Linked DNA regions of Mus musculus: regions 1, 2, 4 and 5 are each linked to region 3. A link is a contact called in public capture Hi-C and promoter capture Hi-C data. All regions are on one chromosome and are shown on one strand. Each heading gives the region's core, a stretch centred on a gene start, on an enhancer-like site or on the middle of the called end of the contact. The rest is flanking DNA. Distances are from core to core; before and after follow the strand shown.

Region 1 (5,579 bases), core at 912-3,411, 540 kb before region 3:
AGTTTCATGAATTGGTTCTCTCCATTCACCATGTGAACTCCAGGGATCACACTCAGGTAACTTTTGTCCACTGAGTCATCGTGCCAGGTCCCAGTGGGTCCTTAAGCCTTTATTCTAATAACTTATAACTGAAATAGTTATTTTTGTATTCTATTTTTTAGATAATAGCAAATACAAGAACCAGAGCAGCTATTGACTTATCATACTGCAAAAAAACCTTACCATTTAAGTAAACAAATACACTTAACTCATAAAAGTGCCAAGAGTTTGCTGTTATTGGTTACTATTTTTTAAGGCAAAATGTCACTCAGTAGCCCAGGCTAACTAACCTTACCTCAGTCCCCTGAATGCTGGTGTCATAGGTGTGAACTACCATACCCAGCTCAACATTCTTTGAGAAGAGATGATGGCAAAGTACTACAAGTCTAGCACAAGAAGAAAGATCATCCTAAATATGAGATCAGTCTGCTCTGTATCAAGTTCCAAGCCACACTCCTTTAGTTCTGGTACTTGGGAGGCAGAGGTAGGCCCATCTCTTGAGTTTGAGGCCAACATGGTCTACAGAGAGATTTCTAGGACAGCCAAGGCTACACAGGCAAACTCTGTTTCAAACAACAACAACAATGAAACAACAACAACAACAACGAAACAACAACAACAACAACAAACAACAACAACAACAACAACAACAATGAAGCAAGTTCCAGGTCAGCAGATTAAGGCACATGGATCAACAACAACAACAACAACAACAATGAAGCAAGTTCCAGGTCAGCAGATTAAGGCACATGGATCAAGTCTGGGGATTTAAGTTGGATCTTACCCCTGACCCCTCATCTCACAGCAAAACTGACTCCCCCCCAGGTTGTCTTCTGACATTCACTTGAGAGCCCCAAGTTGTACCTGTTTGTTGTTTCCACCTACACAGACACACACACACACACACATACATACATACATGATAAATAGATAGATAAATGGAGTTTTAAAAATTAGCTCCAAACTTAAAATTTACCTTCATGGCAAAACTCGACGGCATCATGTTCTTAGGCCACTCAAATTCTGTTGTATGAATACGTATACCAGACTCAAGTAACAGTGTAGCTTTAAAATCAGGTCTGTTCAAGAGAAAGCCAAATTTTTCTTTAGGGAATTTGCCAAAACTTATTCTCTGAATTTAAAAAAACAAAACCTAAAATGCAGGATATATATATATATATATATATCATAATTTACCAAAAACAATCTTATAAAATATTCTTACTTTTGAAGCCGAATAAGATATGTCTTGTTATCCACATCATAAACGTTGTTTACTCTCATTCCTAGCAAGCTGAAAAAAAAAGAAACATATAACAAATCATTGTTCTTGGTTGAAGCAAAACTTTCCATCATTTATTGGTGTTGTGGAAAAGGAACTCTTCCGCTAAGATACCTCCACCGCCTATAAAGGTATCCTCAAATTAAATGTAGACTTTTAAGCACAAAAGTGGCCTGTTGATCTCAGTAACACCAGACTACTAGTGCTGGGGTGGGGTGGGGGGTGTAAATACAGTAAAATTAAGTCTAAATGACTTATTCGGAGCGGAGGAAGTAGCCGAGTCCCCGAAAATGCGACAAAGCTCACACAGCTGAATAGGCGACAAGTCCAGGACACAGGTCCAAATCTGCCCATTTCAGCTGGAAGGCCCTGCTACTTCTCTTTGGGAAGAAGGACGGGAATTCTGAAGAAGCCAGGCCGCCAGTCTGGAGCAAAGACGATCACTCCCGTTCTACCAAACGCTCGCTGCGGGACTCAGGCCACCCCGGCAAGACCTCTCGGAATCAGCGCCAGGGAGATGCAGCATCAGGCACGGTCCCCGGGGGGGGGGGGGGGGGGGGTGTCTCCCGGGGGCACCGGCCCCGGGCTCGGCCCCCAGGCCTAGAGAATCCCCGAGGCACCGGGACGACCGTGAGGCTCTCCGTCTCGCGACCACCCGGTGCCCGGCCTCCGCTCCCTCTGCTGTGAACGAGCCTGTCCACTCCCACCACCATACCTCGCATTCAGTTCCGCGAGCACTGCGCGGAGGTCAACCGTGCTGAACCGGCTCTTCATGGCTAGGCTGCGTGTCGCTACCGCAGTCCTTTCAGGGACTGAGCCGACGCAGGACCACTATGCTTCTGCGCATGAGCGCTTGGCTTGTGTCTACGGCAACCCAAATGACCCAATATTACTTATAGTGAAAGTGCGCTATTTAACCGAAGTTTGTTGTCAAATCATGATCAATTATTTTTTTCACTGTGTAAAAAAAACTCGACATAGAACTAACTACCTTCTCGAAACTGCGTCCTTTCCTTGAACAATGACCGGGTTAATCCCGTCCCCTTGTTTGGGGATTAAAATGGGTCTCCATTAGGATCCTGTAGGTCATTAACCATTAATCAGTTGCCCCAGGAAGGCGCTATCGCTCAGGATGGAAGAGCAAGGGGTCTTTCTAAACGCGAATTTGAGACTAGACAAAAACCAACGGTTGGTTTTCCCTGACTCTGACAAGCCGTAGAGATGGGTTCCTATTTTGCTGGGTACTACTCTCCGAAATAGGATTCTGCGGCATACTGTAGAATTCTCATTCAAGTTGAATGGGGTGGGGTTCTATATAGCCCGAGTTTCATAAATTCTTGGCACCTCAAATACTCAAAAATTCACTAAGTAAAGATGTCAGATAAAAATAAAGTAAGAGTTCCCATGGGAGAAGGAGAAAAAGTTCTCCTCCCACACCCCAGCGTTCTCTAAACTGCTTCAAGTTCTGCATGCTACCAATTCATACATAAATTATTCAGGGTTCAAATATACGATAGTTAATTCGTCTAAATTTTTCTTTTTAAAAGTTCTAATGTTAGTAATAAACAAATCTAAAACTAAGAACAAAAATCTACTAGTTTTGGACAGTGGAAGGTGTGTGTGTGTGGGGGGGTGGTTGTCATGGTCATTTTTGATACAGGGTCTTTCTATGTAGCCCAGGACACCTTAGAACTCTGAATTTTCTTGTCTCTGCCTTTTTGAGTGCTGAAATTACCAACACATTTAGAAACTGGAGGAATTTTAAAATCAGTGAAACATGTATTTAAAAGTTTAAAGTCATTAGCATTCACATCGCTATAAGTTCTTAGAATGGGTGACCAAAAAAGCAAAAGAAAGCAGGGAAAGTGTCAAATTTGTATATCTAAAAACATAAGGATTTTTGTAATTACTCTGCTTTTGAGACAGGGCATGCTATATAGTCAAGGTTAGTCTAAACTCACCCTATAAGCCAGGCTGTCCTCAGTCTCCCTCTGATTCCAGCCTCATTGGTATTGGAATTGCAGGTACATACTATCATGCCCAGATAGATCATAAACCTTTAATGTTGGCAAATGTGTTAATCTAGTTTCTATTGTTGTAACAAAATACCAACAGTTAAACAATGTACAAAGTTCACAGTTTTAGCAGCTGGAACTCTGAAACTGAGTAGCCACATCTATTTCAATCTAACAAGGGCAGCCCCCCTGCTACATTCCAGCATCTTGAGGGAAGCACATGGAAAGAGAGGGGGCAGTTCCGAGGTGAGACGGAAGCAGCAGGGGTGCACGCGCCAGGCTTCTTCTTATGATAGCTTCTTCATGAGTGAAACTGGTTTCTCTCAAGAACAATAGCATTTCTGATTTTTAAAGGCTTTCACCGCTACACCTGGCACCAAGCTTCCAGCACTCGAAAGGGATCTAAAACACAGCATTTTGTAGTAAGCATCAGTTTTTTATTCTATCCTAAATACAAGTAGAAGGCTAAATGTACAGCCAAAACATATACAGAGTCTTGGACATGGGGAAATTGATAGAAAATTGTAGGATATTTAAAATCAAAGTACAACCATGTTTCAGAAGAGAGCAACAGATCTGAATCTTTTTCAGCTCTTATCAGTCTTCCTCTGAGTCAAGTGTGGAGCTCTGGGGCTCATGGAGCTTCAGTGCTTCTGTAAATGGTTTCTATTACTGTTACACCAGCCATACGTGTAGAGATATAAACAATACAACGCAGTGTCTGTGCATAGCATCCAGGGATGGACCTGACTAGGGCAGTAAGAACACGAAGAAAAAGACAGACATACAGATAAAAAAGCTGGGATCAGATGGGCTGGGCCAGTAGTTCTCAACTTTCCTAATGTTGTAACCCTTTAATAGTTTCTCATGCTGTGGTGACCCCCCCCCAACTATAAAGTTATTTTGGTTGCTACTTTATGACTGTAATTTTGCTACTCTTACGAATTACAAATATCTGTTTTCTGATGGTCTTAGGTGACTGCTGTGAAAGAGTAGTTCCAACCCTCAAAGAGGTCCAGATCCACTAGTCTGGGCTCTCCACTAAAGAAACTACAGGCACTAGGCCAAGCTCAGCATATTTAGTATTTAGAGTTGAACAGAAAGGTGGGGTCATTGCATATAGTTGAACAAGCAGGCAGGTTTACAGTATACAGCTGGATAAGGAGACAGGTTTAGCTCATTTTAGTAGTAGTCTCTGTAGGTCTTCAGGTAGTAACGTTCAGAGGGAGAAAGATACAGTGGACACTTTCTGCCACACTGTCAACATCCAGGACTGAATTAGAGGAAGACTTTGCCTTGCTTCTGAACCTCACCCTAGGTGGAAGATTTTTGCCATTCTTTCATGGATCTTAATGGGGTCTTTGGAGCCCTTGCCATGGCTTTGTCAATGTCAACAATAAATATTCACTCAGGGATTTCTCCACTCCCTATAATACAAATTTATTTTCTTAGTGTTCTGAAGGTTAGATGTCCCAAAGGGGTCTGCAGAGCTGCATCTATGTGGAGGCATGGGTGGGAATAGGGCAGGGGCGGGGCGAGGTGATGTCAGTGGTGTCTTGGGAAAATTCCTTGCATTGTCTCTCATAGCTTCCAAAGTTGCTATATTCTTTGACTGGTGATCCCAAATGGCTTCAACATGTGCTTCCAGGCCATATCTCTTTCCATAACCCCAATTCTTGTCTTTTTATAAGAACCCTTAGATTGTATTTAACCTCTCTAACTCACAACCCCAAAGTTAGAGGAATCTGTGAAGTCCTTTTGTCCCCTATGATGTCCCTTTGACTGTTTCCAGACTTTTGTTTTGTTTTGTTTTTGTTTTTGAGGAGGGAGAAATTATGCCACCACTCATGCTTGGGTTCCACAAGCTGAGAAGTTCTTCTAAAGTCTTAGAGAGGACTAAGGGGGTAGGAACGCCACGGCTAAGAAGCAAGCCAGATACTCTGATGTAGGAATTGCAGGTACAGCTAAGCCATTGTGAACCAAATTCAGGGATCTGTTTAGAAGAGAGGAAAACAAAACAATAAAATGAGATATATCAAAAATTGTTTGGTCTCTCTCTTTTTTTTTTAGTAGGGAGAGAGTAAACTTCTTGTTATTATTGTTTTGTTTTTAAAATACTCAGCATTCTTGTTGTGTCCACTTGATAAATATGTATGACTTTTAAAGTCCTTCTGTTCTTTTGCAGTCATGTGAACAGAGTCCACACATTTTGAATTTTAGTTAAAATTACTACGGTTCCTTTA
Region 2 (5,088 bases), core at 725-3,224, 930 kb after region 3:
TATAATCACAGTTATGTTTCACAGTCTAACAATATGCTGGGGTTTTTTTCTCTGCTAGATTCTCATATATGAAACCTGAAAATAAGTCAGATTTAGGAAACTTTTTTCCAAAATAGTACTATGTTTCTTGTTTGTATGCTGGTTTATCTCATTAGACAGCAGTTGATTACCAATTAATACCCAATTTGCACTCATCCGGAGTAAATATAAAAAGAGAGAAAAATATCTTTTTTTGTACGTGCTCACACTTGTGGAAGCCAGCAACAACTTACTATTCACGGTCTCCAAAATGGAAAGGCAATTGAAAGGTCTGCTGGATAGTTGTTTTGGAGTCTTTTGTTTGTTTTGTTTTGTTTCCAAGACAAGGTTTCTCTGTGTAGTCCTGGCTGTCCTGGAACTCACTCTGTAGACCAGGCTGGCCTCAAACTCAGAGATCCACCTGCCCATCTCTGCCTCCTGTGGGTTGGGATTAAAGGTCTGCGCCACCATGGCCCACCAGGCTGGCTGGCTAGTTTTTATGTCAATTTGACACAAGCTAGATTATTTGGGAAGAGGGAACTTCAACTCTTGAGACCTGCCCCCAACCACACTGGCCTTTGGTGAATTTTCTAATTGATGATTGATGTCAAAGGGCCCAGCTCACATGGAAGGGAGAGGGGCTACAGTCCCTGGCTTGGTGGTCCTACATACATAAAGAAGCAAGCTGAGCCTGGCCGGTAAGAAACACTTTTCCACGGCCATGCCGGGTTTCTGCATTGAGTTCTTGTCTTGATTTCCCTCAGCGACGCAGTGTGACTTGAGAGCTGTGTGCAGAAATAAACGCTTTGGTTTGGTTTGGTGTTTAATCACAGCAATCAGCTATTTCAAATACAGCTTCTATGGGGTATCAAGTGTTCTTCCTCAGGTGTCTGCACCTACATGAAAAAGCTAGAATCTCAGATTCTCCTCACTGGAGCAGCACCATCCACAAAACACTTAGAAGCTTGTAACTGTGGGTGGCAGTGCCCCCACCACACACACACACTTAAGCTGCTAGACACCTAAGCAGGTCCAGATAGGTGCAGCACAAACAAGTGGACTTCGCTTCTTTACCCGACTACCAAAAGGAGCAAAGAACCCTCCATTCCTCTTGGGATCTTTGGGGTTATTGAAATCTTCTAGGGCTGTCTTTTGCACTGCTCACAGCCAAGCCGGCAACCTTCACCAAGGGTACACATCATTTTGAGGGCCACAGGCAGCGGCTGTTTCAACCTGGGGAGACAGACTGAGCGGGGGCGGATGGGCTTAGGCGGCACTCACAGCCCACATGCAGGATAAAAACCGTGAGGTCGAAGTGGGCGCCTGACGGGAGGGGGATAGAGGAATCACGAAATCTCCTCTTCTCGCAGGGGCCGCCCCAGTTCAGATTTATTAAGCCGCAGCTCACGTAAAACAACCACCCCCAGGTAACCCGTCTAGGCCTGTGAGGGAGAGGCTAGGGACTAGGGTGTGCGGGAGGATGGGGGGGGGGGGGGCATGAGCGGAGAAGGGGACCATTCCGAAGGAGGGGAGGGCGGACAGTCTATTACCCTCGCACCGAAGCCTCTGTCCCTTTGGGAAAGGCATGCAAAGCATATCTCACTCTATATAACCCACTTGAGCCCGACTCGGTTATCCGATGTCACCCGCGTCCCCTGGTCCCTGGGTCTCTTCACCCCTCCGCAGGACTCTTGGTTGGGTCCGGGGCGGAGCGGGGCGGGGCGGGGGGGGGCAGCGCTCCACGTGCAGCCGCGATCACCCCAGCTCTCTGCTTCTTCCGCTGCTCGGTCTCCGCCTTCAATTTGGGGCGGGGCGGGGCCTCGAGCAGGGAGGGCGTGTCTCGGGCGGGCCGTGGGCGTGAACTCGAGGGGGCGGAGCGGAAGGCGTGGGCGGGGGGCGGGGCAGCTGCAGCGTTGGTCTGGCGGCAGCAGGAGTGCTGGGAGCTGCGAGTAGGCTCGGCGCCGCTGGAGCAGACGCCGGTTGTGAGTCGGAAGCCTGGCGCTGTCGACTTTGGAGGTACGCGCGGGAGCGGGCGCCGGCCTGCTGGCCCCCTTTCTGGGACGGCGCGCCCTGGCCGCCGCTGTGCCCCCTGCTGGTCTAAAGTGCGATTCCCGGCTTTGCCGCTCTCGGCGTCTTTCTTCTTTCTCACGGGGCTCTGGGCGTCGGGCACCGGGCGGGCAGGTCGCCTCTCCGCGAGTTGGAGCTCGCCCACGCCGGGGCGGGAGGCCCGGGGCCCCCGGGCAGCCTCGGCCGCGAGGGAAGCGCGGAGCTAGGGGGCTGGGCTCTGCGTTCCTGCGCCCCGATCTCCGAGACTCTGGCTCGAGGGGTGCCTGCCTGTAGCGCCCCGTCCGTAACTAGCTGGGACGAGCCGTGAGTCCCGCGTACCCGAGCGATGTGCGGTATTGCCTGTTGTGCGCGCAGGCCGGACAGCCCACTTCGGGAAGGCACCCCAGCGCGTCTGTCCGGTATCCCCGCCAGTGCCTAGTGTGGGAAACCCTGAAGGGGGCCTTGGGGACACACGAGTCCCGGGTGCGGCCTGCAGAATTTTGGTTTCTGGAGGAACTTAACACGACCAGGTAAAGGAGACCACTAGCCTCCCCTCCGGGAAAGCGGGGATGTGGACAGCTCGGGGCCACCCAAGTGAAGTCTACAGGATTTAAACAACACTTGGAGTTCTAGAATGGCTTAGCCTGATGGTGGAGCGCTTTCTTAAAGGCAGGAATGGATGGAAAGCTGTCAAAGCAAGCACATTTAAAGTTGAGATAAAAGCTGGAACAATTTTCAGACCGTACAGTTGTGTGGCTAGTGTCGGAAGAAATTCTGGCTCAGTGGCCCCCTTACACCTTTGGGGGATTTGTTTATTTATTTATATAAGCGGCCAGTCTGTTTTGCTAGCATTGCACCCCGGGAGCTGTGTAGTGCCCACTGCGAGGAAGGAAAACTTGTGCAAGGATTCTCGGCGCGTTTGAACGTGGAAGGGAAAGCGTACCTTGCCAGATTTTCCACGCATGATTCCCCCCTTTCTTTGGACCGAGTGGTGTTTGTTTACCGGTCTTCGAAGCATCCACCTACATTTAGTTTTTGCACGAAATACCCACTGTTGCCACAGTGTGTAGTTTGGGGATTAGAGAATGCTTTTGGAGAAAACTGCTAGTGGCTTCATTTTCCAAGAATGTAAGTCATTTCCTTTCTGTGGTTTCAGGGAGTTGATATTTCACAGCATCAAAAACTCTGTGGGGAAAATTTTCCGTAATACATCTGTCATTTAAAAGGCCTGTGACTTTTGAGTTTTCTTAAGAACAGAGCATAAATTTAGGCCCGACTTTGTTGAAAGGACAAAAAGAGTTTTTGTTTGTTTGTTTTCTCTTATCCCGAATCTAGAGCATTGAGAGTGCTGTAGAAAGTTGTAACAGCCAAGACCTACAAATGGCTTGCAGGATGGAGAGTGGGGGAGGGGAAGAGAGCAGAATGGAGCAGGAAAACAGATGCCTTTTGCTTCGGTCCTTTGTAGTAAAACTTCTAGCACCTAATCATTTTCCTTGGGTGTGGTTTTGAGAAATTATAGTTTTACGTTAAAAATGAGAATACTCCACAACTGGAGGTGGTTGACATGGAAATGTGAGGGTTTTAAGGGGAGGGTATGTTTATAAACATACTCACTTAATATTTTATAGTAAAGGAGACCTCTGGTAGATTATTGGATGGCGAGGGTCCCCCCGGGGATATCCTATATCAAGTTATCTGCAGGATATCTTCTCCAGAAAGCAGACTGACTGTAATAAGAACTACCCCCCCTTTCCCCGCCCACCTACCAGCTTTGAGTGGCTTACAGAAATACCTGCGATCTGACACAGTCACAGCTCTTGCAGGGCTCAAAACATTTTGAGCCAGGCAAATCTTCTGACTTTCCCATCGCTTCCTTTTTGGGGTTAGCAGGGGTTAAGACATCAGTTTCAGATACACAGTCTGAGGGTGTAGATTTGAGATACCCCGAGCTTTACAGGAAAATACCCGAAAGCAACACGGGCAGGCTGGAAGCCCTCCTTTTAAAACAAAATGCTCCCGTATGCTATACAGGTTTTTTAAAAATCTGCCATTCAACTGGGTTGGCTGAATTGGGGGCTGTTGGAGACCATTCCACATTTAACTATGCTTATAAAGCTTTTGGCTTTCAGAACTTATGACATAATGGGCTGTGTAGCCTTTTGTGGCAGTTGCTTGGAATGCAGGTTTCAAATAGAATTGTTTTGGACAGAGTCCTCAGTTTTTAAGAGTTCTGTGTAAATGACTCCTGTCTCACAACTAAGTTTCTGATAAAAGAATTCTTTGTAGTTTTCAACTTGAATGTTTTACGTTTTGATTTCTAGAGCCGTGTTTTCTTTCTTTTTCTTTTTTTTAAATAAAACCTGCAAACAATTATTTTATTACATGAAAGCCAGTACCAAGAAGAGATTAATTCAGTCCAGATGTAGAAATGTATGTGAATTGTAGGTTTGGGTGATCTCAACAAGTTTGCCTTTTGTTGATGAGGCTGTCTGGATCCCAGATGGCATCCACAAATTATCCCATAGGCCTGTTTCTGAATTGAAGTCTGAATTTCATGGGCTTTCTCCAAAGTCGCTTTAATGTTATTTTAAATCTTCTCAAGAGTAGAAAGCTTTCTGGACATACGCAGAGAGGGCTATTTTCCTGTTATTCCTAATTGAGCCTCATAGTGACCTAGTGTAGTACATGGAGTCTGTTTCTGGATGTAAGAGCAGGAGGTATATACCCTTTAGGGTAACTAGCCTTAAAGAGGGTTGGTTTTAGTTATTTGAGTCTAGCTTTTCTTTTCTTCTCTTCTCTTTTCTTTTTTTAACGGGAGTTGGGGCAGGGGACAAACAAATTTCAGGTGTTTACAGCCTTCAATAGAATTCAGCTATAAGAGTTTGTGGCTTCAAGTTATTTTGTTGTTTGATTAACCTCAACCCTCTGCCCCCTCCTTACTCTAAACAAGCACAGTTTAAATGAGAAAATTGAATGATTGTTTTCCGAGAGTCAGGGTTCCTCTCTGCAACAGCCCTGGGCCTG
Region 3 (5,187 bases), core at 1,022-3,521:
AAGATCCTTGTGTGGGGGAAATACTCCCTTTAAATTTTCTGTACCAGGGGAAAAAGGGGGTAGGGTGGGGCAAAAGCTAGAATTTAGAGTATTGTATAATTACTATGAACGGAACTGAACTGGTCTAACTTTCAGTGAATCATAAGACAAAGATGATTTAAAATGGGACCAAGAAAGCAAACAGGAGTTTCTGTTTTTTAAAGAGCAAGCATTTCCTAAAATGGGTAATGAGCAAATAGAGACGTTTGTGCTAGCTACCATTAACTTTCCATAAGGAAGGGGATTCCATTCTAACTGTGCACTTTGCATCAAAGGTAACCGAGGCCAGAGTCAGGACCTTGCTCACTGCTGCTGCACTGCTCGGTTGCTAGAACAGTGTCTGCTTGGGCCCAAATGCCTCGTTTTCAGGGGTAAAAAGCCTACCCAGAGTTCTTACCTCAGAATCCATCACCCCAAGGTACTACTCTCAGCAAAAAATTACTCAAAAACAAGCAGAGAAAAGAGATGTTTTCCTTGCATTATACCTGTGCAAGTCAACATACCTCAGTGGGGTCAAGCAATTACTCATGAAACACAGCCATCAGGGCTCTATGCAGATTGCTGTTTGGAACATACTGATACATACATAGGTCAAAATATCAAGCTGTTGCAAAAGGAAAATAAGCTTTTATTTGGGGGGGGGGGTGTTAGAGACAGGGTTTCTCTGTGCAGCTCTGGCTGTCCTGGCACTCACTCTGTAGACCAGGCTGGCCTTGAACTCAGAAATCCACCAGCCTCTGCCTCCTGAGTGCTGGGATTAAAGGCGTGCACCACCAACACCCAGGTCAAAAATAAGCTTTTTCTTAATCCCCATAAGGAACTGCACTAACTCTGCCCCTTTGGGACAAAGAACAAAAGCCATGAGGGAATATTGGACAGTGTTTTCCTCTGAACCCTTCAAAAACTTAGCAGACTTAAGAAATCGGTTTGCTTTGCTATGGCATGTTTTTTGTTGTTGTGTAACGGCAGATTACAAATTTATTATTATTTGTCTTAATATAAGAGACCAGTAAAAAGGGTAGCAGTAATTATCCACTCATGATTATGGAATGCTATAAATCCCATAGAGAGGAATTAGTTTAGTAGGAAAACCCCATAAGTTATATTCATTATTATCAACCAGATACAAAATGCCTAAACTTCTGCCAGGTGACAAAGGTCTTCCTCTAAATATGTTTAAATTTCATTACACTTTGTTTATTTCCTGGGAGTGTGTGAGTGTGTATGTGTGGGGGATCCGTGCTTCCACCAAGAGAATCCGGGGACCGTTCTGGGGTCCTAAGTAAGGTTTGGCTCTAAGGGCCTTTAACACCCTGAGCCACCTCACCGGTCCCCAAAGACATCTTCCTACAGGCTGTCATGTTTACACACAAATCCTTTTACTCCAGAACCAGATTACTTACAGTTGACAATTTAGAGTCCGGTTCCACAGAGATTTTTTTCAAGGCAAGTTCACCCAAACCAGTACAGGACGCAAAGGTCTAGATTTACAATACTCTTTCCTATCTACCGCCTTCCGCGAAGCATTTTCCCCCCACATCAACACCAAACCATCCTCCGGAATAACTTCAATACCATAAATACGCCTTAAAACCACAAAAAAAGCTCAGCCGTGGTCTGGAAGGTGCGGTTAAGTCTGCCGGTCGCTAGCCTTAGAACCGATGGGGAACCCAGGGTGCTCGGAACGGTGCGGCGGGCTCCGGGCCGCTTCCTGGCCGGACGCTGTGGTCCGGCGCATCCCGGGGGTGCCCCACGTTCGCAGGCCGGGCCGGGGCCTCACCTTGTACACGTCCCCGTAGGTGCCGCTGCCGACCCTCTGCACCAGCTCGTAGTCGTGCTGCGGGTTCCGTCTCAGGATGTCGGCGGCAGGCCTCAGCGGGGCCTCCATCTTCGCTGCGCCCAGTCCGGGGCTCTGCCCGCCGCAGCCGTCTCCCGCTAACGAGGGCGCGCGGCGCTTCCCAACATGGAGCCTCGGCTCGCAGCTGCGCCTGCACCGGCGAGAGCGAGCGCGGGGGGCGTCACGGGGCGCAACCCCGGCAGCCTCCGGGCCTCGTCGGTCCCGCCAGGCCCCGCGCCGGCCGTACCCGAGAGGCCGTCCGTTCTTGGCCGAGCGCCGGCGTCGGAGACCCGCGTCTTCTCCGAGACGGCCGTGCGCACAGTCGCCGCCGCACCACGTTCCCCACCCGCGGCTGCGTCACCGGGAGACACGTTCGCGGCCGGCGCGGATCGAGCCTGGCCCGCCCGAGAACGCAGGCCGCGGGCCCAGACTGCCGCCCTGAGGCCCGCCGAGTGCACAACACCCTGGACGCCGCCGCGCCCCGCCTCCCAGCTGCTTGCGGGGCGCCGGAGGCGTTCGTGCGGCGTCTGACCCGCCCAGCCTCGGCCAGGATTCGCCCAGTGGCCGGCGGACTAGAGGAGGAGGGTCTGTCCGCAGGCCTCCGGAGCGCTGCCTTCTGCTTCCTTTCGGTACAGGTAAACTGAGGCCGCCCGGGCAGGAGGTGGGGGAGTGCCGGGTTAACTAAATGCCGGCACACCCGACTGCACCGTCCTGTTCCACACACTGTTCCCGGTGGTACCAGTTCCGAGGCTGGACCGCACACCTGCAGAACCTGTCTTCCACCAGGGTTTCCCAGAGCCATTTTTGAAAACCCCAATTCCTTTCGAAGTTTCTGTGGTCTCTGGGCATCACCGCAATATTGCAAGTGTTAATGGGAGGAGTTTTAGAGATGCTAAAGCAAAGCTAGGGACCTTTGTCTGATTCTGCTTCCAAAGTAGGTGATCTGGGACAAGGCATACGTGGCAACATCCCAGTGTCCTTATCTGTAGCTGGAAGAGGATAGGTTTTGCATTTGACACCCGAGAAATGTTTGTAAACCATTTTTACAGCATTGTAAAGAGGAGTGTAAAATGTAAGAGGCTTTAAAATGTAAGAGGCCTAACTAACAATGCCCAAAATATTGGGCAGGAGTTATGAGAAGTGATTTGGTTAATGTTTCAATCTCTTTTGTAATTTGAGTTCCAGTCTTGTTCTTAAGGTAGAAATGAAGTTGCCAATTTTATGTATACTGGTAAAGTTACTTCTAGAGTCTTACAGAGATTTTCAGTTGGAAAACCAGATAAGGACTGGAAAGATGGCCCAATTGTTAGCAGCACCGGCTGCAGCTCAGAGGTTGATTCCCAGCACCTGCGTGGCGGCCCACTCCTCATTAACTCCAACTTGGGATCCAGAGTGGGCTGGGAGGGAGGGCCAACGCCCTCTTCTGGCCTGTGTAGGCACCACATATGCATATGGTGCACAGCTGTACATGCAGGCAAAACACAAAATTAAATAAAAATGTAAGAAAATTGAAAAAACTAGAAAAAAAAACGACAACAGAACAAATTTCAGATGACACGTGACTCCAGACACACTCTAATTCTGTTTTGAGAAATAACTTCTTATAGCTAATAAATGAAGAAATTAAATTAACACCTTAACGGAACAGAGACTGTATGCATTTTCTCGTGATCCACACACAAAGAGCACTTATTTAGGGAACATAAGTAAGCCCAGACTTACATGCCCCAGGGACAAAGCCTGTGTGTGTGCTGCACTGAAAAAAAAAATGGTTGAAGAACAGTTCCTTCTTTGAAATCTTCTTGGCACTTGTTTTGGTGGGCACATATTTTTGGCTTCGATGACTCAAAATCTCTTCAAGTGTTCTATTGGTATCTTAGTACTTGTTTACTGTCATGGATTTATGGTGGTCATGTAGTCAAACCCACCCTTACCCACTGTGTGACTAGGCCGTTGTGGGATATTCATGGGTTGAAGGCCTTCCACCACACTGGCCGCAGGATAGTCAACCTGGAGGGCCAGTGTTGTGTGAGGGGAGAGCAGTCTTCCAAGTTTAGAGTCAAAATGGGGATGTTGATCCTTTGTCTAGTGTGAGATGTATTTGCTCTTATTTATACCTGCATTATCCCGTAGAGAGTTTGAGGCAGCTCACACAAAATACTTATTTTTACACAAGATAAAAATAAATGAGAGGAAACTGCATCAGATTTGAAAGGGGGGAAGCAGGAAACCAGAACAATGCAACCAAAAGAGAGAGAGAGAGAGAGAGAGAGAGAGAGAGCAAGAGAGAGAGAGCACAAAGAAGACTTGAGGGTGGGTTTTCTTTGTATGCTTTTGAGAGGAAGATGAACAAATTGATCAAGAGAGGCGTATCTTTTCCTGATGCTAAGACCTCAGAGACATTTCCCTTGTGAGCCTTCACAGAGTGGAAACCTGAGTAGCCAGCTTGAGACAGAGATAAATATCCTCTGACAAGCCTCCAAGTGTATTGTTGTAGGAACATACTGTTTAAAATGAATTAGGTAATAAAAAGTTGGAGGTCACAAGTGAAGATAATTTATGTTGCCAGTAATGGCAGATCCATATGCTCTGACCATCAGCCAAAGAATGGATAGCCTGGAGAGACAGGCGTCTGTGCTGCTGGGAATCAGTGTCTGCTACAGTCATCATTTTCCTAGTACCACAGATGAAGCAAACAGGAAGACATTTGCTTTACACTAACTTCAAAGGAATTTTTAGATTTTTTTTTTCAGAACTAGCTGAGTTAATTTTAACAAGGTCAGTGATGTAAAGAAGTTCAAATTCAATTTACTTATAAGCTGTGAGTAGGCTTAATTTGAATCTTAAACAATTAAGCATGTAGTTTCCAAGTTGAAAGTTACATACTAGTAAGTCAGTGTAGCTAATGTTGAAAGAGCACTTACAATTGCTCAGTTTTATAGTGACAAGCTATGGAATAAGAAGAAACATGACTTAATAGGTATTTCATTCAAAACACACACACACACACACACAATAATACACAATAAGTAAATGTTTTTCAGCTTTTAAAAATATAATTTTGGCCGGGCAGTGGTGGCGCACACCTTTAATCCCAGCACTCAGGAGGCAGAGGCAGGTGGATTTCTGAGTTCGAGGCCAGCCTGGTCTACAGAGTGAGTTCCAGGACAGCCAGTGCTATATAGAGAAACCCTGTCTCAAACCCCCCAAATATATATATAAATAATTTTGATGCAATTTATTTATTTCTTGGGGGCCAGTGCTAATGCTATGGTGTATGTGTGTGCATGCCTGTGCGTATGTATGTGCAT
Region 4 (5,190 bases), core at 2,133-4,632, 650 kb before region 3:
CATTTAGGTCATCTCTCGGTGCTGCCATCTCTGGTGATGAAAGTCAATGGGAAATTACACCAGCATAATCCAGGCAGGATGACAAAGGGCAGAGACCCATCCGGAGTGAAGATGTGGCCCCTCCTCCAGGAAAAGAGCTGAAGCCTGCTGGGGTTCTTGACAAAGCTAGAGGAAGTACAGAATGGGTAGCAGAGGAAGGTAGGTATAAATACCAGCTCAGGCTGCATCATCAGTTTACAGAAACAAGGATTGTAGCTGACCTGTTTCTGTTGTAGTTTGTTAAGAATGTATTTGTGGCTGGGCAGTGGTGGCACACGCCTTTAATCCCAGCACTCGGGAGGCAGAGGCAGGTGGATTTTTGAGTTCGAGGCCAGCCTGGTCTACAAAGTGAGTTCCAGGACAGCCAGGGCTACACAGAGAAACCCTGTCTCGGAAAAAAAAAAAAAAAAAAAAAAAAAAAAAAAAACCAACAACAAAAAGAATGTATTTGTGCAGATATTTGTGTTTTCTTTCCTAAATTTCTTTATTATGTGTTGTAACATCAATTAAGAGAATATCAATGGTTATCATACTTAAGTTTGACATACTAAAAGAATGTCCCTCAAGGGACATTGCCACCTATTCTAAATTTATAGTACATTTGCGGCTGTGGAATAGTTATGACCTGGTTAAATATTGAATGCATTTGGATGCAATGTGGGATAGTTATATTTAGGCTTTATGTAACATGATTATTGTTTTCATTTGGAGATTCATCACAACATACGGTAATATAATGGTGTGTTGACAAGGGTTGGGTTTGCGGTGACTATTTTTGGTTGTCAACTTGGCTACATCAGTTGCTGTTTTCTCCATCAGATGTGCCCAGAGATCTGGTTGCAGTTTCTATCAACTCTGATTGGTTAATAAAGTGCTGATCAGCCAATAGCTGGGCAGAAAAGAATAGGCAGGATTTGAGTATGGAGGTCCCAGGGAGATGAGAAAGGAGAGGGAAAGAGGGAGGGAGAGGAGGAAGAGGAGAAGGAGGAAGAGGAACAGGAGGAGAAGGAGGAGGAAGAGGGGAGGAAGGAGGAGGCGGAAAAGGAGGAGGAGGGGGAGGAGGAGGAGGAGGAGGAGGAGGAGGAGGAGGAGGAGGAGGAGGAGGAGGAGAGGCCATTTGGATGGACTAGACCAGGATGATTCACCATGAGGTCGTGATGAGAGAGCAGCCATGAGAACACACATGGACCAGAGCAAGCCAGGGCAAGACCTGATGGCAAGTAACAGGGCATGTGGCTGGGTAGTAGCAGCCTAGTCAGGTTTGAATAGCTCAGAACCTGGCCAGCTTAGGCTTGTTAATAAAAATACTAGGTCTCTGTGTTATTTATTTGGGAGCTAAAATGGGCTAGAGCACCCATAGAAATGCCCTTCAGTTATTAGCAGGCAAAGGGGATGTAAGAAGAAAAAAAAAAACCTCAATAATTGCTTTTACAGAAGGTTTTGGGTTTTGCCTGCTTGCCCTCTCCTTGCTAGCAAGTCCATTCCTTCACTGGCGTCAGAGCCTACTACTTCAGGATCCAGCACAGAATAAAGTCCAGCTGAGACATCCAGCCTTGTGGACCAAGCAACTACTGGATTCTTGGACTTCTGGTTGGACTTCCGGTTCACAGCCAGCCATTTTTGGATTAACTGCGCTGCAGGCTGTAAGTCCTTTTAATAAATCCCCTTTCAATATATAGAGATGCATTCTATAAATTCTGTTATGCTAGAGACCAGATTAATACAGACGGCAAGTCTCTACTGCCAAAGACACTACATACTACATGTCTTTGCGGAAGAACATGGAAAATCAGAAGGATTGATCTGGTCCTTACTCCTGGCCAGCTTTCACCGTGCTGGGAAGGACTATGCTGGGGAAGAGCTGTAACCAACGCCCCCACCTTGCTGGGGATCCTGAAGTCTACAGTATCAACACATCAGGCCTGATGTTCCCACTGGGGAAGAAACTATTATGGGTACAGCCAATTATTTTCTGACTGGATTTGTGGATCGTTCCACAAGAGGGGAATTGGTGCCGTGTTCTGTAAACCCGGTCAAAAGCCCATGGCTGGGGGAAGACCATAGATTTTTGAAAGCTGCTGCTCTTTTGCTAAGTTCTATGTGTCTGTCAAATTGCCTTCTAAATAGTTGTCTTTATACCCGTCCACTAGTGTAGTTGTCATCTTTGGTCAATGAGGTTTCTGTTTTTAAATGGGCAGTCGTTACTGTAGAGACAACTGGTTAAAAGTGCTATTGAATGTCCAGCCCTAGAGGGGCATCCTACCCAAGCCTCAGGGACCATCGTGGAAGGTGGAGGGGCAGATGGCAAGAGGTGGTGGGTTGTAGAATTATCACCGCGATTTAGGGTTGGGGGAGGGGCTCCCTGCCCTCCGTGGTTTTAAAGGCAGTTAACAGTTGCAAGGAAGGGGGGGGGGTGTTTCAAGCTCCCACCCCCAGCTTTTGTAGGCAGTTAACAGTTGCTAGGCAGAGACATTTTATTCAGTGGAATAGCTATGCTCATGTAACTGTAATTAAAATCATTGGTTCTTCAAGGAAGACTTGAGGTTCGCTCCTCTCCCCAGAGAAAATGTATACAAGTGGGAAATGAAAGATGCAAGACAATAATGTTTCCTTTCGTGTTTAGAAAAGGGGAATTGTGCCTGTGTTCCCACATAATATCACCACGAAGAAATAATAGAACACTCAGTGCCTCAGGTACCAACACCTTCTACAGCGATTAGCACGGAAGTACACGTGAAGAAAACCAGGGACACCCAGGCCCTACAAAAGCAAAAAAACCTCATATGCGTCTTGAAACCATGTATTACCGAGGCTGAAGCAGAACTGGCATTGGAGCACTGCTCGTGTTAAAAAATGATCTCTCTCACACACACACAGCCAGGAGGATGCTCAGGTCAATAAGCTGGCCCAGTTGGGGTTCATAAACCCAATACTTTGTACAGTTGTGAGAAGAAGAAGAAAAAGAAAGCTCACTTTCCAAATGAACACCATGGAGCTGGAGAGATGGCTCAGAGGTTAAGAGCATTTGTTCTTGCAGTGGACCCAGGTTTGATTCCCAGCAGCCACATTTCACAATTGCCCATAATTCCAGGTCCAGGATGTACACCATACATACATACATACATACATACATACATACATACATACATACAAGCAGAACACTCACATACATAAAGTAAGTTCATGAGAAACCATTCTTGATTAATAGAGCCCTAAGAAGCCCAGACAGTGGCTGCAGAGAGGCTTCAGGGAGAGGTTTGCAGTGTCTTCGCAGCGCCCGGTGCTCCCGGGAGCGGCCAGGCCCCGGTCCGGGGCGGTGGCCGCGCAGACGCGCAGGTTCCTCGGTTCCGCCTCCGCCAATCTGGACCCTCCTCGCGTTCCGTTCGCGCGTGCGAGCGGGCGCCGAGCTGGCTGGGCCCCGGAGGGCGGATGGCGGACCCGCAGGCGTTCTGCGTGGCCGAGGAGCGCAGCGGCCACTGCGCAGTGGTGGACGGACACTTCCTCTACGTGTGGGGGGGCTACGTGGTAAGGGGAAGGGGCGGGCGCTGGGGCGGCGCGGGAGCGGAGGCAGGGGGATGACGGCCGGCGACGCAGCACTCCCACAGGCTCCCAGGCGAGCCGCCTGCCGTGCTGCCCACATCGCTCCCGCTCCCAAAGCCACAAAACGGGGTTTCGGGGTGCGTGACCCCTCCAGCCTCCGTGGCTCAGGACTGGAGAGGACCCCAGAACGTCGTGCCGCGTTGTTTGGTATCATTGCCACCGTGCTACTCAAAATACGGAAGTCACCAAGCAGTTAAATTTATCAGCTATTTTTAGTGGCATTTCTTTGCTAATTAAGTACCTCTGGAGTCTCAAAATAGATTCGTATTCGCAACACTCCACCACAGAGTTTTGTGGCTGAAAATTCGTATTGCCATGGCGGTTGGAATGTGTGTTTGTTTTGTTTCTATGATCGTAGGATGATAACAAGGATTATCGAGTTGGAAAAATAATTCAGGTGTACCTGCCCACCCCGTTTGTTTACAGATTAGAAAATAAGCCCTACGGAATCTCTTCTGCAAATAGAAGATAACATCTTCTGACCTCCTCAGTGCCCTTAAATGACAGACCTGTAACACAACGAAATAAAGTGCATACTGTGTGTGTTAAGAATTATCAGGTCCGAGTGGGTTTTGTTGTTTTGTGTGCTTATTCCTAATTTAGTGCAGTATAAGTAAAAAAGAAAAAAAGAAAAATTGGTTTTTTGTGTGCCAACTATATCTGGTATGTCCTAATCATATGGGATTATCGACTAGGGTCTAATCTGTAATGTTAATTTTTAAAATTTATTTTATGTACATGAATGTTTTGCATATATACATGTGTGTGTATGTATATATGTATGTGTGTGTATATATATATGCATCCTGTATCCATGGAGGTCAGAAGAGGGTGTTAGGAGCTGGCATTACAGATTGTGCTGGGAATCTAACCCAGGTCCTCTGCAAGAGCAACCAGTGCTTTTAACTACAGAGCCATCTCTCGTGCCCCACATCTTCATTTTATAAAGAAAGGCATTGACCCTTCAGTGGTCATGTGACACTGGGGGCTGCATTCTGGAGCTTTATTTTGCTTTGTTAATTATTTGAGACAGGATCTCAGACTGCAGCTCACACTGCCTGGCCTGGAATTTCATGTGTAGCCCAGGTCAGGCTCGGATTCAGGATAAGCATCCTGTTTGTGCCTCTCAGGTGTTGAAACAAACAGGAGCATGAGCTACAGCTAGCTCTCCCATCCAGAAACAAAACCCAACCAACCAACCAGACAAACCCACAGATCTCAAGTACCATAGGCTGGCCCTGAGCGTCTCATCCTCTGGTTTCCAGTTACTCGTGGTTATCTCCTGGCCTGGCTTTGAATTCGTTTTTGTTTTTTTTGTTTTTGTTTTGTTTATGAAACACTAGTATTAGTTTTTGAAGCACGTACAGTTTTTTAGTGTTTTTAAGTTCTGCCACTTGAAGACACCGACTTACCAAACTTGATCTGCTGTGTTTCTATTGGATTGTGTTGACACTGGTGTAAATTAAATGGAAAAGATTAAAATAATAACTTTGCAAGGCAGGTTGTCCAGCAGCAACCTGTAAGCCCTGATGTTGGGAGGCAGAAGCAGGG
Region 5 (5,250 bases), core at 28-2,527, 720 kb before region 3:
AGTGAGTTCCAGGACAGCCTGGGCTATACAGAGAAACCCTGTCTCGAAAAACCAAAAAATGAATACATAAAATAAAATAAATGTTTTGATGCTCTATCAGGGAGCATATGTCAAGTCCCAGCAGAGCTTTAGGTGACAATGCCTGGAGAAAAAAATGTTAAGCAACTAAAAACATATGAATGTGTAAGAGAATTTTTTGTGGTGGGGTGCAAATTGATTGTCTTTGCCTATCTCCTGAATACGTGGTTTTGAGGATGTGAAACCAACACGGATACAATTCACCATGTTATATGTAAACAGGGATGTCCGTTGAAGGCTAAATCATAATTTTGAATTTTGCCACGGTTAAATTGAAAATTGGTATTTCTGAAAGCCATTTCACAATTGCAAGTGTGTAACTTGTATTAATTGTTTACTACAAGGTAAGGCAAGGGGGTTTTCTAATGCACCACTTCACCTGAGAGTAAGCGCTTCCCTAGCCCGGGGTCAGATAGATAGATAGATAGATACACAAATAAACAAACAAACAAACAAATAAATAAGTGTCGCTGAGCAATTTCGTAGCTTTTACTTGAAAGTTGATACCGAGGACATTGAAGGTAAGACAACCCGATGTGTGCAGTGTTTTTTTTTTTTTTTTTTTACATATTCACTTTACATCCCGCTCATCCCCTCCCACAACCCTCCCCTCACTCCCCTTCTCCTCTGACCGGGTGGGGGACCCTCCAGGGTATCTCCCACCGCCACGGGCTCAGTAAATGAGGCGTGAATGTGGGTCTCCACTGCCTTTCCAAGGCCGACCATGGCTGCAAAGTAAAGTTTGCTCAACAGGAATTGCCTTGCCAGTTATTGTCACCTAAAGCTCCGCTCTGACTTGCAATGCCCAACAAGAATGCTTTCTCGCTGGGGTGTGTGTCTATAAACAAGGTGACACCAGCCTTCCAGCTATCCCCATCCCCGGGTCCGCTGGCCTCTAGCAAAGGGCGCGGGAAACACCAGGACGGGCAGCACACACCCACACCTACCACGCCCCCAGCTTAAGGACATGGTGCCCTCGGCGGCCGCCTGTCCGAAAACAGAGGACAAATCCTCCGGGCGCTCCGGAGCACGCAGAGGTTCTGTCATTAAAAGTTAAATAATGCTAAAACATGGGCATTCCACCATTCTACGTGGAAACTGGAGTGGGACTCCGAGAAGCCACAAAGCCGATGGGTTTAGGCGCACCATGGACACCTCTATCGCGAGGACCCCGGCAGACCTGTCAGGCGGGAGGCGCCAAGTTTTAAAGCCTGCGGGCCAGCGGGCGACTTAGCTGCAAGATGAGGCTGCCCTGCGAGGTGGAGGTCCGTAGCTGTCATTTGCCAACCTTAGGGCTCAAGAGCCGAGGCAAGGGCGTGCGAGCGGTGGTGAGCCTGTGCCAGGCCCCGGGCAGGAATGAGCTGCAGCCTGAGGCAAGAGCAGAGCCGGGCGGCCACGCCTGCCTGCTGGTCTCCACCATGAAGGACAGGCAGGGAACCAGCTACAAGGTACGCGCCCCCAGCGTCTTGAGCACCCACGCCTCCTTACTTTAGCTGCTGGCTTCTGCGGGTATGAGTTGGTAGACAGCGATCCCGCCGGGGTACAAGCCTCCGACACTGAAGCAGAGCAGCATATGAGGCTTTTGGTTAAATCTCCAGCACACAGAAAATGCATGTAACAATGAATACTATCCAAACTTGAGTGGTTGTTATTGTTGTTGTTGTTGAAGAGGTTTGCCACATGTATCCTCTCTGTTATTTGTTTAGAAAATGCTTGACCCGACTTAGGTCCAGAGACGGGTGGCCAACTCCAGTCTAGTCTGTCTGAACCGGAGGTTTGAAAACGAGGTTTATAAAATCCGTTTTCCTCCATTACCAGGCAGTGCTATTTGATCAAAACAAGATGTCTTTGTGTCAACTATGAATGGAGATAAGGGAATGAGTCCCTCACCCTGCATCTGATTTTTTAGCGGATGTTATGTTTTCGGGATTCTTTTTTTTTTTTTTTTTTGGTTTTTCAAGGCAGGGTTTCTCTGTGTAGGCCTGGCTGTCCTGGAACTTACTCTGTAGACCAGGCTGGCCACGAACTCAGAAATCCGCCTGCCTCTGCCTACCAAGTACTGGGATTAAAGGCGTGCACCACCACGCCCAGCTGTTTTCGGGATTCTTTACCTCACATATTATAATCCACAACAAATGCTTAGTTGAGAGAAGAGAGCATTATCTTATTCAAGTTACTTATTTTTATTTATTCATTCATCCATTTAATTTTGGAGTGTTGGGGATGGAGCCCAGGACCTTGTGCATGTTAGGCTAGTAGTGGTAAGGAGGACCTTGACTTCCTGATCCACATGCCTCTACAGCCCGCCCAAGTTCTGGGGTTACCACTACACACCTGGTTTGTACTACTGTGTTGAGGGCAGAACCTAGGGCTTTATGCATGACAGGCAAGATAGGCAAAGATTCTACCATTTTAACAACGTCTTCCACCCAGGCATTAATCTAAATCCTGCCTGTCTAGGCTATTAAGGAGTCTGGTTCTATGTTGTCTTTTATCCTGTCCTTCAGCTAAGTTCAGCTAAGACTTTACACTGCAGTTCTAGGAGAAAAAAAAATTAAATGTATACATGTATGTATTGAGACAAGGTCTTGCTCTGTAACTATGGCTGGTCTGGAGCTCACTGTAGACCAGGCAGGCTTCAAACTCATAAAAATTTCTGCTGTTTCTGTCCCATCTGTCCCAGTTGCTGGGATTAAAGGCACGCGCCAGTTCCAAGAGCCAGTTGTTGTTGTTGTTGTTGTTTTAAAACAGGCTCTTACTATGTGTAGCTCAACTGTCCTGGAACTCTGTAGATCTGGCCTGGAATTCACAAAGATCCATATAGCTGTGAATTCCTGAGTTCTGGGATTAAAAGTGTGAGCTACCACACCTAGCTTTCCAGGAAGAATTTAATGCAGATCTAATTGTTTCTTCAATCCTTTAATGAATTTCATGGTTCTTAAATCTTTTTTTTTGTTTTTGTTTTTGTTTTTGTTTTGTTTTGTTTGTTTTCTTTCTTTCTTTCTTTCTTTTTTTTTTTTTTTTCGTTTTTTGAGACATGTTTTCTCTGTATAGCCTTGGCTGTCCTGGAACTCACTTTGTAGACCAGGCTGGCCTCAAACTCAGAAATCTACCTGCCTCTGCCCCCTCCTCCACCCCCTCCTTCTCCATCAGTGTCAGGATTAAAAGCATGCATGTGCCACCACTGCCTGGCAGTTCTTGAACTTTCTTGACTCTTGGTTGTTTTCTTTTCATACTCAGCTGTGCCCATCCCCCCAGAAAACCTTCTTATCCAACCTACATTTCTGAATCCTTGACTCCTTACAGTTACAAGCTCTCCTTCCTTACAGTTACAAGCTCTCCTTCCTGGCTTTTCCTGTGTTCCCTTCACCTGAAGTGCTCTTTCCCTCTAACCCAGTGATCAGTGCCCTGGCTTTTATTTCTTTAACACCACATTTCTACTCCAAACTGGGAAAGGTTTCCTGCTTTCCTTTTGTTGTGCTTATTTAATAACCATCTCGTTCAGTACCTGCTGTCATCATACCATTCTGTTTGTTTTTGAGACAGGGTTTCACTGGGTAGCCCTGGCTGTCCTGAAACTCACTCTGTAGACCAGGCTGGCCTTAAACTCAGAAATCAGCTTGCCTCTGCCTCCCAAGTGCTGGGATTAAAGGCATGTGCCACCACTGCCACCACTGCCTGGCCACCATACCATTCTTACTAAATACCGCTCCAAAGTTCTCATTATGCCTGGTACATAACTGCCTCTCAGTAAAGAGTTGTTGAAGTCTAAAGCAGAAAACATATGTTATGAAAAGGGTTGAGATCAGTTATGCCAGCTGTTGATGCAATACAGAGGTTAACATGGCAACAAGACAAGCTTTCTGCTCTGGTGGAGCTTGCAGATAATCTGGTGGCAGGCATGGTCTGAGGGACCAAGAGGAAGGTAGGGAGCTTACTGCTGGCACTTGTGACCATGGCCATGTGACTGGGTTGGAAAAGAGGAAAACATTCTCTAAAAAATGAAGGAAAGTCTCAGCAGACACAGCAGTAATGCCTAGTGTCGGCTGGCTGGAAGATGTAACTATTCATCTGCTTAAAAAAAAAAAAACAAAAACAAAAACTTCATAAAACACTGAGACATGGGACTAAAAGCTAAACTAAAACCTGGAAGAAGATTGGCACATTCTACTCTCAGCGAGTGTTATTGAATAGTAATTCTCCTTTTGTGTCCCTCCTTCAACCCCTTCCCCTCTGTTTCTAATTAGCTAAGAGAGAACATTGAGCAGCTCTTCACCAAATTTGTGGATGAGGGGAAAGCCACTGTCCGGCTAAAGGAGCCTCCTGTGGACATCTGTCTGAGTAAGGTATGATATTGGAAATAGTAACAAATATGCAAGCCAGGTGCAGCATCAAATGTGTGTGATCCCAGCATTCAGAAAGCAAAGGTGGGAGGGTTTTTGTAAGCCCAAGGCTAATGTAATCTACAAGTCAAGTTCTTGGCCATCCAGGGATATACAGGGAGACTATATCCCAAAACAAAGATTGTTTGGCTGTTAAAGCATCTTGACAGCCTGTAGAGATGAGCTTGGGCTACACCGCTGCACGCATGCACTGCCCCTCCCCCCCACCAGTTAATTCTAAAATGCCTTGGGTACCTCAAAGGCTGGGTACTCCTAAACCTTCCCCTGCTACCCTAGGCCCAATGGGGAAGTGGCCAGTGGCCACCCACCCAAATTCTCACACGGCTAATTTACTTTCTCTCCTGCAGCGCCTGCTTCCCATCCTTGTCCCCCCAAGTCATGGTGATTCTCTGTCTCCCTTTTCCCAGTTCTTAGCCCACACTACTCTAAGGGTCCCGCCCTGTCTCCCTTTGCCTAGCCATTGACTGTTGGCATCTTTATTGATCCATCAAAAACCAAGTGGGGACAAGGATCTTCAGCATTTGGATGCACAGATTGCCGATTAAATCAAAGCATTAGAACCAATCCCCAACACCTCACCTTTTCTGTCCAAATAAAAAAAAAAAAGCTCTCAGGCATAAAGTGAGCATAATTATATATATTATATATGTATAATTATATAAATTGTAGAGTATGATATACAATTAACATCCAATCCATATTTGTCAAGTAGATAATGTACTCTACCATCATAACCTAACTAAAGAGCTTAAGCCGGGCGTGGTGGCGC

Evidence for each region. Promoter capture Hi-C pulls out the DNA fragments that hold promoters and counts their contacts. Capture Hi-C pulls out chosen DNA fragments and counts their contacts.
Region 1: a contact with region 3 is called in a promoter capture Hi-C map of pre-B cells. The contact joins the promoter of Nemf here to the promoter of Atl1 in region 3. A contact is called at or near these places in 22 of 39 promoter capture datasets (the 3T3-L1 cell line, 3T3-L1-derived adipocytes, the C10 cell line and 13 more), 1 of 15 datasets of contacts at CTCF or cohesin (pro-B cells), 23 of 484 Hi-C or Micro-C datasets (CD4 T cells, the G1E-ER4 cell line, the HL-1 cell line and 12 more), 10 of 115 datasets of contacts at active chromatin or transcription factors (astrocytes, bone marrow-derived macrophages, embryonic stem cells and 5 more) and 3 of 9 other capture datasets (embryonic stem cells, liver and macrophages).
Region 2: a promoter capture Hi-C map of the C10 cell line shows a contact between it and region 3, with 4 times the contacts expected there. The contact joins the promoter of Frmd6 here to the promoter of Atl1 in region 3. A contact is called at or near these places in 4 of 39 promoter capture datasets (the C10 cell line, liver, pre-B cells and 1 more), 1 of 115 datasets of contacts at active chromatin or transcription factors (large pre-B cells) and 1 of 9 other capture datasets (pancreatic islet).
Region 4: a contact with region 3 is called in a capture Hi-C map of macrophages, with 4 times the contacts expected there. The contact joins the promoter of Klhdc1 here to the promoter of Atl1 in region 3. A contact is called at or near these places in 12 of 39 promoter capture datasets (the 3T3-L1 cell line, the C10 cell line, the HPC-7 cell line and 7 more), 1 of 15 datasets of contacts at CTCF or cohesin (large pre-B cells), 2 of 484 Hi-C or Micro-C datasets (embryonic stem cells and pro-B cells), 5 of 115 datasets of contacts at active chromatin or transcription factors (cardiomyocytes, embryonic stem cells, large pre-B cells and 1 more) and 2 of 9 other capture datasets (adipose tissue and macrophages).
Region 5: a promoter capture Hi-C map of liver shows a contact between it and region 3, with 2.4 times the contacts expected there. The contact joins the promoter of Lrr1 here to the promoter of Atl1 in region 3. A contact is called at or near these places in 5 of 39 promoter capture datasets (the 3T3-L1 cell line, the C10 cell line, the HPC-7 cell line and 2 more), 2 of 484 Hi-C or Micro-C datasets (both in CD4 T cells) and 1 of 9 other capture datasets (liver).

Annotation. Positions count from the first base shown.
Region 1 is chr12:69,355,015-69,360,593 of GRCm38.p6, forward strand. Nemf (nuclear export mediator factor) reads right to left here and starts at 2,162. Exons shown (of 33, transcript NM_025441.3): 1 at 2,037-2,162; 2 at 1,265-1,333; 3 at 1,016-1,118. The coding sequence starts at 2,095.
Region 2 is chr12:70,823,540-70,828,627 of GRCm38.p6, forward strand. It overlaps Frmd6 (FERM domain containing 6), which reads left to right and starts at 1,975. Exons shown (of 14, transcript NM_028127.3): 1 at 1,975-2,034.
Region 3 is chr12:69,890,834-69,896,020 of GRCm38.p6, forward strand. Atl1 (atlastin GTPase 1) reads left to right here and starts at 2,272. Exons shown (of 15, transcript NM_178628.5): 1 at 2,272-2,511. It overlaps Map4k5 (mitogen-activated protein kinase kinase kinase kinase 5), which reads right to left and starts at 2,330. Exons shown (of 32, transcript NM_201519.2): 1 at 1,820-2,330. The coding sequence starts at 1,927.
Region 4 is chr12:69,238,450-69,243,639 of GRCm38.p6, forward strand. Klhdc1 (kelch domain containing 1) reads left to right here and starts at 3,383. Exons shown (of 13, transcript NM_178253.5): 1 at 3,383-3,564. The coding sequence starts at 3,469.
Region 5 is chr12:69,167,537-69,172,786 of GRCm38.p6, forward strand. It overlaps Lrr1 (leucine rich repeat protein 1), which reads left to right and starts at 1,278. Exons shown (of 4, transcript NM_001081406.2): 1 at 1,278-1,526; 2 at 4,326-4,424. The coding sequence starts at 1,320.